Linked DNA regions of Oryzias latipes: region 1 is linked to region 2. A link is a contact called in public Hi-C data. All regions are on one chromosome and are shown on one strand. Each heading gives the region's core, a stretch centred on a gene start, on an enhancer-like site or on the middle of the called end of the contact. The rest is flanking DNA. Distances are from core to core; before and after follow the strand shown. Region 1 has its middle 20 kb from the start of ccp110. Region 2 holds the start of dnaaf5 (dynein assembly factor 5, axonemal).

The links. Hi-C and Micro-C count contacts between places; a contact is called where the count stands out from the background.
Region 1: a contact with region 2 is called in a Hi-C map of embryo, with 4 times the contacts expected there. The contact joins the enhancer-like site here to the promoter of dnaaf5 in region 2. A contact is called at or near these places in 2 of 5 Hi-C or Micro-C datasets (embryo and gastrula embryo).

Annotation. Positions count from the first base shown.
Region 1 is chr8:11,467,646-11,473,915 of ASM223467v1, reverse strand. No RefSeq gene overlaps it. Among protein-coding and RNA genes, the nearest start is that of ccp110, 20 kb to the left of the region's middle. Within about 2 kb of position 3,130, at least 1 of the 8 cell types and tissues checked has an H3K27ac peak or open chromatin away from gene starts, as enhancers often do. A contact at or near this core is called in embryo, where this site is marked.
Region 2 is chr8:11,351,459-11,358,317 of ASM223467v1, reverse strand. It overlaps dnaaf5 (dynein assembly factor 5, axonemal), which reads left to right and starts at 2,808. Exons shown (of 13, transcript XM_011478184.2): 1 at 2,808-3,419; 2 at 3,854-4,038; 3 at 4,183-4,307; 4 at 4,460-4,578; 5 at 6,184-6,416; 6 at 6,520-6,744. The coding sequence starts at 2,882. prkar1b (cAMP-dependent protein kinase type I-beta regulatory subunit) reads right to left here and starts at 1,500. Exons shown (of 11, transcript XM_011478185.3): 1 at 1,344-1,500; 2 at 1-7. It overlaps LOC110015473 (a long non-coding RNA gene), which reads right to left and starts at 6,253. Exons shown (of 2, transcript XR_002290678.1): 1 at 6,163-6,253; 2 at 5,246-6,041.

The DNA of each region.
Region 1 (6,270 bases), core at 1,881-4,380, 120 kb before region 2:
AGAGAAATGCATACAGATATCATGTTTCTTCTTGCAGCTTGTAACACAAGCGCCCAAAGGTGTCTTAAGCTGTTTCCCTTCTTCTCTCTATGAAAGTTCTTGTAGTTCAAAGAGGTCAGCTTAGTAGAGGGGAAAAAACACACCTAAAGCCTGAAGTCTGATGTTGTTTTACCCATGCACCGTGATAGCACCTGGTTACTGTTTTCTGTGATGCGCTTTAGTTGCCGCCATTTTTCATGTCAGACTGCCAGTGGCATCCCGCAGGGTTGAATTTTGGGTCACGTCAGCGTGGTGCCAAGTGTCCTGGTGTCTCCATTGCTGAGAAGTCACACTAACACGCATAGATGTACAAGGAATTTACATGCGCAGACAAATGGCACACTCGTAACTGCTGGTGGTCCGGTGTGACATGATAACTGCACATGCACACTTCCACAGACCCCAGTCCTCTGTCTGTTTGCCACATGATTAATTATCCCAGCTGCCATTATACATTCAGGGAAGACATTCCTCAAAATTATGCATGCACACACATGTGTGTATATATCTAAATTCGTACAATGCAAGTGATGACGTTTTGCTTTAAACAAATGGGAAAAGCTAACATAGATTTAAAAGTTGATTAAAAAAGTCATTTCCTAAGATGTTTCCCAAAATCGAACTAGTTTTTTAGGATCTTGTTTTCTTAATTTGGATCACTTCTCTAAAACTGTGGACCAGAATTAAATAAAAATAGTCTGAAAAAAGCACATCAGATTAAAAGCTTTGATCAAAGAATAAAACTACAACTTTATCTTATGTCATTATGCGTGTTTTGGAGCACACTTCACTGGAAGCTAAAGAAAAGGGGTGAATAGTAAAGCCTTTATGCATTGGGCACTTTATCTCCCCACATTGACTATAATCTTTCACCTCATCCCCCCTCCCTCTCGGTTCTTTGATTTTTCTCTTTCTTCTTTTTGCTGAAGGAGCTGACTGTGCTGCTCTGTGAGCGCTCCGAGTGCACCTGTCTGTTGTGCTTTGTTCCCTTTTCCACAATATGATGGGAAAAGCTTGAATTAACAATGCATATGGGTGCTTTGGGGAGGGGGGCCCTCTGCACCCTGTTTAATCATTCTTCGGGTTCTGGTACCTAATCGTGAGGCTCCATGCAGCTCTCCTGCAGGTGTGGCCCCTCTGAACCCCTTCCAGACACATTTCACATGTATTCCTTCTTCTACACACATATAGCATCATTTTCAGAAAATGCATTTTAAAACATTTTGCAACTTTGCATCTGTTCTGATGAAAAAGCAAGAGAAGTTCAAGCATACGTCAGCCCTGTTCAAGGGAGGGCAAACACACGAACACCAAGCAAGCTACAAGACAGGATTATCAGGATCTGACCTGCTGACCCTGAGGAGGTCATGTGTGAGGTGTCGGCTGCAATTGGTGGCCACACCCACACTCTGTCTGATGTTTCAGGAATCTCTGCAGTGCCGTCCTGGAAGACCACACAGGACAAAGTGAAGCAGAACATATCTTTGAGAGGAGGCCAAAAATCATATTTAGGGAACTGACAAATGTGCTTTCCTGTGTGTTTTGTATTTGTATTTAACCATCATCTTTCTCTATTTGAAAAGCATTTGGAACACTAAAGGTTGTCTGCAGAGTTATTGTTGGAATAAAGTTGTTGACCAACAAACTAAAATGGCAAACAGGTAACATAATCTTTTGATTAAATAGGTCATTTCAGGTAGAAAGGTAGGACCATGAGTTTAAGACTTTATAAGAATTAGATGTTTCATGTATTCACAGCATTAACCTTCATGCACTCCACTAACATGTAGTGATTTCTTTTCTCTTCACTCTGCAAGTTCTGTTCTTTGTTATCGATAATTTTAACTCAGTTGATGATGTAATAAAACCCAAAAACCGAGATGTTAATTAGGCTACCATTGATTATGATTGCATTTTTTAGACTCAATTATTTTAAATGCAATGACAATCAATCGAAACGTATTAGTCCCAAGATGTCTTTGCTGTCAACAGTTCTTAGACTGCCTCTGACACAAATATATGTTTAAAAAAAATTGGAACCAGCAACAAAAAGAATATTTTAAAAAATCGTGTGCTAGCATTAAACTTTGGTTTCTCTAAGTTTATCAGAGTTTAAAAAAAAAAATGTTTGCTAAGACAATTTTGACCTTTTGACCGGAAGCCATTAAAAAACATTCATGCAACAAAGTTGTTTTTTAAAGTTTGTTGGATCTGATGAATACTGTTATAATAAAAAGAAAAGCAGATTGAGGTAGATGGCGTGTGGTAGCTGACACGAGACGCTGATGGACCAACTTGACATCAACTTTTCTAACGATATTTAGATTCCTGGACAATTGTGTGTGTCTCTCATCTTTCCCTGTGTTCATGTTTGGGGCTTCAGATACCTGATGGAGTTCACAGAAATGACAGGTTCACCTAAGTGTAGCCCAACTTTTGGTGTTGAAACCTTTAGTGTCGACTTTTACTCAGGCACAGCAGGAACTCAGCTTGAACGTCTTTTGTGCGTCTGAATCCTCTCTGTCGCTTTGGCATAAACTAGCTGGAAAGTTGTCAACTCTCTTTGTGTGGCGTTGATCTACTGCATCAAATGTTTCTCTTTGGGTTGGTCTCCACGTTCCACGCCTTCTTTCTACTTGCTGCAGCGTCTGTCTTCTCAATTAGTGGCTCAAATACACAAAAGCATGAAATAATAGCAGGTTTAATTCATGTTGGTTCCTTCGTCTGTGTTTATATTGTGAGGTGAACCTTCATTTAGAATATGAAAAGCCCATGAGTGCTCTGCAGCGTTTGAGCAGTCTCTTCTGAAGGCATGCACCTCCTACCTTTCCTTGGTCTTAACATCAACACCACAAAATTTCCCTAGACTCCTTGTGTGCATGCATGGATATTCATTTAACATGTGCTGCCATGTGTGCACATAACCATGAGCCGATGTGTATGTCAAATAATTGTGTATGTATATATCTGACTGTGCTTTTGCAGGAGTTGGTGCTGGCCGCAATCACTTTTGATGAATATCTACTTTGGCTTTGGAGAGTTGTGCTTTTTCCAGTGGGTGACTCATGGGGCTTCTGACGGATGCCTGTACCAATTTACTGCTACGACCACTGCTGCTGCTCCTGTTCCCCACCCCAAGTGTGTCTCTGAGTTTGTGTGTGCAATGCAAGTCAATGAATCAGTGTTCTGTGAATTTGCTGGTTGTGGTTGCAGTTTCCAGATTCTGATTATGGACTTTCCACTTCTCTGTTGAACAGCAGACGAGGAGAGTAAAAAAGGGGTGCGGGACAGCCACAGTTCTTTTACGAGACACTATACAATCTCACACATACACAAACACAGCTTAGTATGGTGTTCCTGGCAACATTGACTTGCCATCAGATCGAAACACCACATGCAGTCACATACATCACATAGGAGACAAATGGTTCCCCCTTTTAGGTGTTATTTATCAAATAGTAACAAGCGTTCATCTGGTCCTTGCCTGACCTTTGAAATACTGAAATAATACTTGATAATAGCTGGGTTTTTCGAGATAAAACATTATCTTCGTTATTTTCAATTCGTCACAGATTGGCTCATTCTTTTCAAAGTTTTGCTTCATTTCTTTACTGTTTACAGGGTTTTGCATGACAGCTTCTCAATCACGTTGAGACATGGACTTTAGTTGGGCTTAAGAGCCCACCCTAATTATGCAGTTGCAGGTTTTACGCTCTGTGTGAACATATCATCTCATTGAATGACCCAATTCCAGGTAATGTCTAGACCACCAGAAATCATAGTGGAAAGTTGTTTGTGCCAATATTCTGTTTCACTCCTGCACTGCGGACAAACATCTTTCCTTTGTTTTGCTACAATCGTGTAATTAGTGAAACGCAAAAGGTGCCGCTTTGTTTGATTCAGGGAGAAGAGGCGTCTTACTGGAAACTTTTTCAAATGCTTTAGAAATATAATGTTTTTTAGGAGTAGTGTTGAGACTTCCCAATACACAGAATTGTGGACCTTGCAATCAATCTGTTCAATCAATCTGAAGTTTTAAGGTTTTTCTGAGCATTTTAGGGAAAGGAAAATTACTCCTGAAATTGTCACTATCTCCAAATGAGACAATTTCTTTCATCAAGAGCAATGGAGACTAAGTTGTTTGGAATTGTCCCTAAAACTTCTCCCATAAGCAGCTGCAGTTTCTTATTTGAAATGCTGCAGATGCTATTTCACTTGCATAGCAGTAGCAGGGACGCAATGTATTCATTATGAACTTGAAAGGATATCATAACATTTAGAAGTATCACATACTGATCTTGAACGTTGTATTTGTCAAAATTTAGACCCACTGAGAACAATAGAATAGAATAGAATAGAATAGAATAGAATAGATTAGGACGTTATGGATTCCACAAAGGAGAAATTACCTAAAAGTCCCAACTGAGGAAACACAGAAAAAAAAACATTTTTTTTCAGTACTGTTGACGACCTAAATTAAACCCAGGATGGACCCTTAGGGGACACCTCTAAAGCTACGGTCACACCGCCCTTTGCAACGCATATTCAAGAGGCCACTTCCAATGAAAAGTTTATGTAAATGAGATTAAACACGTGTCTCGGGCTTCCACATTGAAAACTCTCTTGTTTTCTTGTGTCGCTATGCAAGTTTCTACAACAGTTTACAGGCTCAATGTACAAACGGCGCAGCCATTGAATGTGCGTTCTTGTTTAATCAGGTGAACTTTGACCAATCAGGGACTCGGATTTGGAGGTGATTCATTAGAAAAAAGCCCCTTCCTGCTTGTCCAGTGTGAACACAATAGGCTAAATGCGCATTCAAGAACCCACGTTTAGAACGTTCTTGAGCATGGATCACATGCCCTGTGTGTTCGTAGCTTAGGAAATGCAGCCTTTGGCATGTACACACTGGGTTCAGTTAGAAAAGCAACCATGAAATGTGTGTCTATTTTATCAAATATGCTTGAGAAGTCAACAAATATAATACAAGTCAACAAATATAATGTGAACTCTAAGAGTTAGTCTGAGCCGAAGGAATCCTAATTTTACAACTGTATTTGGCTTGTTATTATGCAGTGGCTTGTCTGTGCAGGTATAAAGACAACATAAAGTTTCAGACTTTAGGCTAAATGTCTTCAAATAAAACTCATCGTGAAGCCCCACCAAGACTTTTAAAAGATAAAGAAAATCTGTGAAATCAAAGGAGGAAACTTTGGTTATTTCAGAATAGCATTGGAGGATTTAAATGAACCTGTCAAAATTGAAGTCAAGCAGGACAATATTTCTGTTCAAAATAGCAGCTGCCTATTTTACATCCACAGTTGAGTGCACAGGCTGCTGGTGTTAAGTCGAGGGGCCACAGGGCAATCAAACAAGCTTTTAAAACCAGAAAACGTGACTTCATCAAGGTAAATGGAATAAAGATTCATGGTCATTACTGATCCCCAGGTTAAAATTGTAAAGCTTGGACTAACAGTCACACTGTAAGAGCAATACTTGTTTGTACTCATGGTACTTGTCTTCATTTTGAAAAACATTGACATCATTCAACAGGACATGGATGAAATGCATAAACCTTTTTAAGACTGCGTGACTAATTGCTGGCTGCTCTTAAGCCATCACAAACTTCAATCCATGGCCAGCTCATTGAGATCATGAAGATACACGTCATCCTTTGCGCCACGCATTCTTTTATTTTTACCTTTCATTTTCCACTAGACAGCAGGAGGAAAGAGTTCAATCTTTGGGGGCTTTGATGCCCCATGTGAATGACTTGCCCACCTAGCCAGGAGTCCCTCTTAATTCTCTTCAGATGGTAAAAAGTGCCAAATTTCATTTAGTTGTTACCGGTGTGCCAGAAGCGGAGCCTTTTATCAGGTATCCTCCCTGTGGGTGGAAAGACTTAATTCCATTCACCCTGTTTTAGCAATTCCTTTCCTCAAAGGTGAGTACTGGAGCCCAAAGTAACCAATCCAATTTCTGTTTTCATCCCAGGACTGAGTTTACCCAGCAGCATGTGACTACACCCAAATTTAGCTGCCCACAGAGTGCCTGAGTCAAATCATCTGTGTTTGTCATGCAAATAATAAATATTTCTTAATGGCTCTTCTATGATTCTCCAGATCCTTCCTCATTATTTTCTGTCAGTTCTGTGATCTCAACAGAGATTTTATCCTCTGGACTTCCAGAAATAATCCTATACCAATATTGACACGTGCTAAAGAAGTTCAC
Region 2 (6,859 bases), core at 1,559-4,058:
AGAGAGACTTTTTGGCAGAGGAGAAAAGTGGGAGAACAGAAATGGTGGTGGGAGGGTGAAAACGAGCAAACACAGGGGAAACAGTGGAAGAAAAACATGTGAGAAAGGAGGGTGAAGGATCCATCAACATTTGTTTTTGTTTCCATGAGGTTAATTAAGCTAGCTGATGTCTGAACATGATCCCTTACAAAATATGCAAACTGATGCAGATGTCTGTTTCTGAAAGGAGAAATGTCTGGCATTACACATGGACACTGCATAAACTGATCAGGAATAACCTTCTGTTGTAATAATAATAATTATATTCAATAGGGATGTAATTTCATTTGGAGTAATGTTGAAATAACGTATATATACCATATAACAATATATATAATCATGTAACAAAATATATATCGAAAAACCTTGCAAATGTCATCTATTAAGTAAATTCGGGGCATTACAATATGAACAACAAATACAAAAGAGATCCAAACTAATTTTGTAGAAATTCTGAGTTGGAGAACACGATGACACTAAAGGTATGACCTGTTCCCAAACTCTAAGATGAGTGTACTAAAAGATAACAAAATGCGACATTGTACAACAAGGCAATACTTGAGTGTTAAAGTGTACTTCTGGTATCTATTCATTCACAGAAATATCTCCAAAAATATATTTTTAACAATGTTGTATTTAAAAGATCTATTTTATTTTTTAAAAATCAGTCAAAACATAAAGAAACAAAGACATAAACAGTATTTTTTCTTTAGCATTTAAACGTTATCTGTACACAAACAAATGGCACGTGCAGTAAATGTTTGGAAACATGAACATTTGGCTTGTTTTATGAGTAAAAATTACAGTGTTAGATAAAAGGTGATACAATTTTGTCTATTTTTAACAGCAAATGCGCACAATACATTGACTCAACAGATTAACCAAATGAAACTACATCGCTGTTTTTTCTTCTTCTAACCAGACAGGAAGTGAAGTAGAATTGAATATTCAGTTGAGTTACTTCCTCAAAGGGAAAATCACGGATGATTCTGCATTAAAAATCAATTACGGGTACAGGACTTCGCTTGTATCGAGTGAGGTTTCCTCACCATAAAAAAGCCGCAGTTTTTCATTATTTATGGGCTATTTTTTTTAATAAACGCGAAGCAACCGATATTACTGTGCACCTGTTCAGAAATGAAGCTAACACGGTTAGCCCTTAGCTAGCCTCAAAATGACAAAAACAAACCCGAAACGAATTTTTTTTTTTAACGAACTGCGACGGCAAAATAACCCTAACGCCATTTGAAGGCCTGGTTCAAATGGCTTTCTTCTACACACAAGTGGGGCGGTGATGTCCCTACCGTTCTTTCTGGAGGATGCTCAGTGAGAAAACACCCCTCTGCTTCTGCTGCTGCTGCTGCTGGTGCTAGATGGATGAGGTGCTGCTGGTTAGCGGGATGCTGCTGCTGCTGCTGCTCTGCCTCTGCGTCAGTTCCATTGACGTCAATCTGTCATTTTTTTTTAGAACCGCAGCGGCGCTCTCTCGAGGCCAGGCACGTGGCAACGCGCCTACAGGTAAAAAAAAAAAAACACTTAAAGGAAACAACCACCAGTAAGTAAATAAACAAACATGCAACAAAAATGAAAGTACTTGTTTTTGGTCATTTATTTGTTAAAGCAATTCTTTTTTGGGGGGAAAATGCGTTTGTTGGATAGGTACACTTAAAAAAATCAGTCAAATATTTACAAATATTGCTGTTGCTTCTGACTTGTTTTGAGTTTCTTTAGATACCCAGGTCACTGATTGGGATCACTAGTGAGCACTGGCCCTTCTGCAGTGGTCAGTTTGCTCCATGTCTGGCTGATTAAGCCAGCAGAATTGCAACTATAACATAATGTGCTGAGAAACAACATTGTTTAAAGTGAGCACACGTCTCATCTCCATCCATTGTAACCCCATATTAAGAACTGCCTAATCTCCATGAATGGACCATCCAAGAAATACTTGCTATAAATAAACAAAGTGCCAAAAGACATGATCATAATAAAAAAAAAAGTTTATGCAGTTGTTGAGCTATATTTAAAAATTTGAGAGCATTCCGTTTATAACCATATATCTCTGCTTCAGACGCAGTCTGAATTAATGAGCCTCAAAGGCAATGTACTATTTTAAAAACATTAATCTTTGGCTGTTTGATAACTGATTATATTGTTGATTCATGTAGTCGGATGCTTACTGTTTGTCTTTTTTGGGGGGGGACTAGTAAGAAGTTATATTTAATCAAATTAATTAGCCAATGTATTCAAATTGAAAGAAATTCTTAGAAAGGTTGGAAAAGTTATTGCTGATTTTGTCCAACTTTTAGATAAAATATTAATAATAAAAGTACACCTAGCATGATATCTTATTAGGCCTACTATATACCTCAATATTAGAAAACAAGAGTCCTTGAACCAAATGACACTTGCAAGTAATACAGATTCTCAAAAAGACAAACACAATGTTTTTGACTGTTTGTTTTCTCATAACTTGTTTTATTTAGCTTGCTAATATCTTTCTTTTTTCTTTTTCCATTTTAAGGGGTTAATTTTATTATATATTACAGGTTAAAAAATAGTTTTTGGGTAGTATCTTACAATTCTAGGTTATAACGTTTATGAGACATGATCCTATTTTCATGACGTAACTCTTTTTTTTAAACAGCTTCTGTTTTTGTAGAAAATTCTGACAACTTTTCCTAATGAGTTTGTTCTAAAAAGTCGACAGGCAGACCCAATATCTGCGTGTTAGTGTTTGTGACGAGCAAACAATAAAGCTTTGGCATTTTTGAATACGTCGCTACCGTAAAGCGGCCCTTTGTTTGTCGTGCAGCGTCAGGTTACCATAACGACAGTCAAGATGGCAGCAACAGCAGGTGGAGAGGAGCACGTTTCCTCGGAAGTTTTAAGAGGACTTGCCCATCATTTAAACTGCCTAAACGAGGACAACAAAGCGACAAGAAAGAGAGCTATCGAGTTCATAAAGAAAGAGACGGTGGACAAAGGACTTTCCAGCGGCGTCCTCCAGGAAATATTCTCAGCCCTTCTCAAACCTCTTCTCAAATGTCTTTCAGACCCAATGGAAAGATGCAGGGAAACTGCTATTTCAGTCATAACAGAGTTTATTCGTTGTGTTCCCAAACCCGAGGAGTTCCTGCCGTATTTAATGCCGTGTCTGGCTCAGCGGTTTGGTGAGAACGAGATTCTAGAACCGGCGGAAGAGCTTCGTTTGTCGGCCGTGGATCTGTTGAGTCTGACCGTGGAGGTTTGCGGAAAACATTTGGCGCCTTATGTGAGCGAAATGATCAGAATTTTACAGAGAACTATCGTCGACCCCTTCCCGGATGTTAAAAGAGAAAGCTGCAGATGCACCGTCAAACTTGCGCAGACTGTTCCAGGTTTGTAAAAGGGTCTCATTGATTGGCTAGAAAGTCTGTTGCCATGGTTTCGATGTACACAGTCACGTCGGCATTAATACAGCTGTTATAGCTGCAGTTCTTTTTATTTTATAGAAATCCATCTTTTAAAATGAAAAGCATCTAACTATTTAATCACTTTAATTCACAAGAAAGAAACCTTGAGGGAAAAAAATAACCAATGAAAAGTAATATCACATTTCCAAAAGTTGTTTATTTATTCAAATAATCAGAAATGTTGTGTAGGACATGTATGAGAGCTGTAAGATAGTGGTGAGTTTTGTGCTGTTGGTGTGATGGAGGAGGTTAAGGTGGAGGCATCTTGTTTGCTGTGTGTTGATTAAAAGCAGAGAAGAAAATGTCTAGTACTGAAAATGATGGCCATAAACAAAAAATGATTTTCTTTCTCCTTTCAGAGCATTTTCACATGCAAGCTGACAGTCTTGTCAAGCCTCTCATGATGACGATAACTCATCAGCACTCACGGGTGCGGGTGGCAGTCATCGAAGCCACTGGGTCGGTCATTCAACACGGGAGTGGAAGAAACATGGATGACGTTCTCCCACACCTGAGTCAGAGATTTTTGGATGATTCACCACAGGTTAATTTTGTCTCCTTCTTTTAGGATCTTCTCTGGTATGTTTCTTTTTTCTTTTTTTTTTTCTAAAGCCTTTGTTGTAGGAGTGTGTATAGACAGAGTTTTCTTCAATAGAACAAATGTTTAAAGGTCCCTTTTTTGGTACAGGTGAGAAAAGCTGTGACTGCCGTGGTTGGGAATTGGCTGTTGCACCTGAGAGACAGATACTCTTATTTTCACAAACTGATTCCTCTCCTGCTGAGCAACACCACTGATGAAATCCCAGAAATAAGGTCAAAAACTTCCCTTTCATTTGTTGCTCTCTTAAAGAATTAATTTAAGTAACTCCATATAAAGTGTGTGGCTTTTTATTTTCCAAATCAGTTACAAATAAGGGATGGATAAAGATCATTTAAAAGGATTTTTTTTTTCTTTTTTACTCCAGACTTCTAGCAGCCGATTTATGGAAACGAGCAGGAACACAGTGGGAGAAGGAAAATGAGGAGGACATAAAAGACAAGATGGACTTTCTTCTCGCTCCTCCAGCACACTACCCACCAGGAGGTCAGCTACTGGAGAAGTTTCTTCATAAATTTGGCATAGTTTAATGCATAACATAATAATGTTAAACTTAAAGAAAATAGCTATTGTAAAATGGTTCTTGATCCACCGCATCTTTTGTCATCAAACCACTCTAGATATGAAGACAAGAACAAACATTCTCTTTAGACCGAGTATTATTTCGTGTTTTGAGGATTATTTAGCTTGACCTCTTATTTAGTTGATGTACTAATCAGTTTTTTCCCCAAAATATGGTTTTGCTTAGATGTATGACATGGAAGAGAAGCTGTGTTATCTGGAGGAGCTGGTTGGGATAATTTTGGATAAAATAAATAGATTGTACCTCTGCCTCCACATCTCCTCAGACATGAAGGTGGGGGGAGAGGAGGATGCTTGTGCTCTGAGTCCAAACTTAGTTCTGGAAAAGCAATAGATAATGGACGTACGAGATGCATGGTTGGCCCAACTTGATTTTACACTTTTTTTTATCTCAATTGTGCAGGTAAAACAAGATCATCATCTCCTTTTCTATTTGCATCCATGCATCTATCTCCTCTTCCCGCTTAGTCCTGTGCAGGGTCACTGAGGTTGATGGAGCTTATCCCAAATACTTAAGGGCAAAGGCCTTGGACACTGGACAATTTGGCAGTCCATACACAAACAAGCACACTTATTTTTAAGAGTTTTAATTAGAGTCACTTATGAACTTATAAAACATTTTTTTGGGCTCCCATGCCAGAGTTTCCAGAACTTCACATGGAAAGGACAAAGCAGGGATTTGGGATTCTTTCCTGCTGTGAGGCGACAGGGTTTGCCACCCCACCACCTCACAGCCCTGCAGCCAGACCCTTTCCATTTCCATGAATTATTTTAACACAGTTTGCAACCACAAACAGTGAAGGGAGAGGATGACTTGATGCTTTAGCCCACAGCTGAGCTCAAAATTTGCAGTGGCATAAGGATGCCACTGTAAAAAGACATTTTTATGCTTGTTTTGTTGACAGCATTAAACAAAACTCTGTCAAAGTAAAAAAGAAATCCAGATTATTAAACAGCAAACAGCACAGTTGTTACAAGCCAAACTGTCCATTATATTTAAAATTGTTTATAATTCACAAGTGAAATAGAAACACAAAAAATTGGTGACAAGAAAATAAAAACTCAATTAAAACATCACTAATTTCTTCACAAACCCATCCCAACGGGATGTGTAACTTCTATTCTTATTTTGCATTTAATCAAAGTTGCTAGCCTGCCAAAAAAAGGCAAAAAACAATCACCAAAAACCAGTTTAGTCTTTGGACATTAAAGGAAAGAAAGAAGAGCGTCTCCTGTCTTGCCTTCGTAAATCTGCCAGCCCTCCCAAAGTGTAGGAGGTCACTGCAAGACAGAGGGAGACCACCAGAAATGCTCTTGTTTGGTCTTGCTGTAGCATGCTTCTCTGATTTATCTCTGGTCCTTCTTTTCTGAGGAAAGAAAGGGATGTACAATCGAATCAACAATTTGAGAAAACACAAGCTTTTACAAACCCCTAAAGGGCAATTATTTAGAGCAAGATATGTCTCGATTTTTTTATTTCATTGTTACATTTGTTGTTTTGTCTTCCAGTGGATCGTCCAGTTTTGGGCTGCAGAGAATTGGTTGTAAGAAACCTCGGGAGGCTGATCCCAGCTATCACCCATGATCTGACTGACTGGCTGGTGCCGACGCGCATCAGGACCTCCCAGCTTCTCTCTGTGCTGCTGCTGCATGCTGAGGACCACAGCACTCAGCATCTGCAGCCCCTGCTAGAGACCCTCTACCGCACTTGTACAGAGACAGAAAAGGAGGTGGTCAAAAACGTGGGTCTATAAGAAACTTGTATCACTTTATTGTTTCCATTCAATAATCAAAATGAGAAAAAAAATGGACAAATCATCTCCTTCATCTCTTTGTCTCTGCCAGTGCCTGGCAGCTGCAAAACTGATAGGGACTTTTGTTCCTCCGCCCGTCTTCCTCAAGCTGTTGCTGGACCGTGTTAACACCCCACACTCTTCCGCTTGCTCCTGGGCCCCCTTAATGGTTCTGGCTGCAGTTCTGCAAGGCTGCTCCAAACCACTCCTCAAGCCACACCTCCAGCAGATTGCCGACACTTTGGTCCAGCCCAGCGTCTGCCAGGAATACCAGCAGGTCAGTGGGGTTGGCTGGGCTTTAGATGTAGTTGACCTGTTTTTAACTTCTTTACCTGAGAATGAGTGTTCTTCCAGTAACCTTGTTTAACTCATTCACACCAACTACAAACACA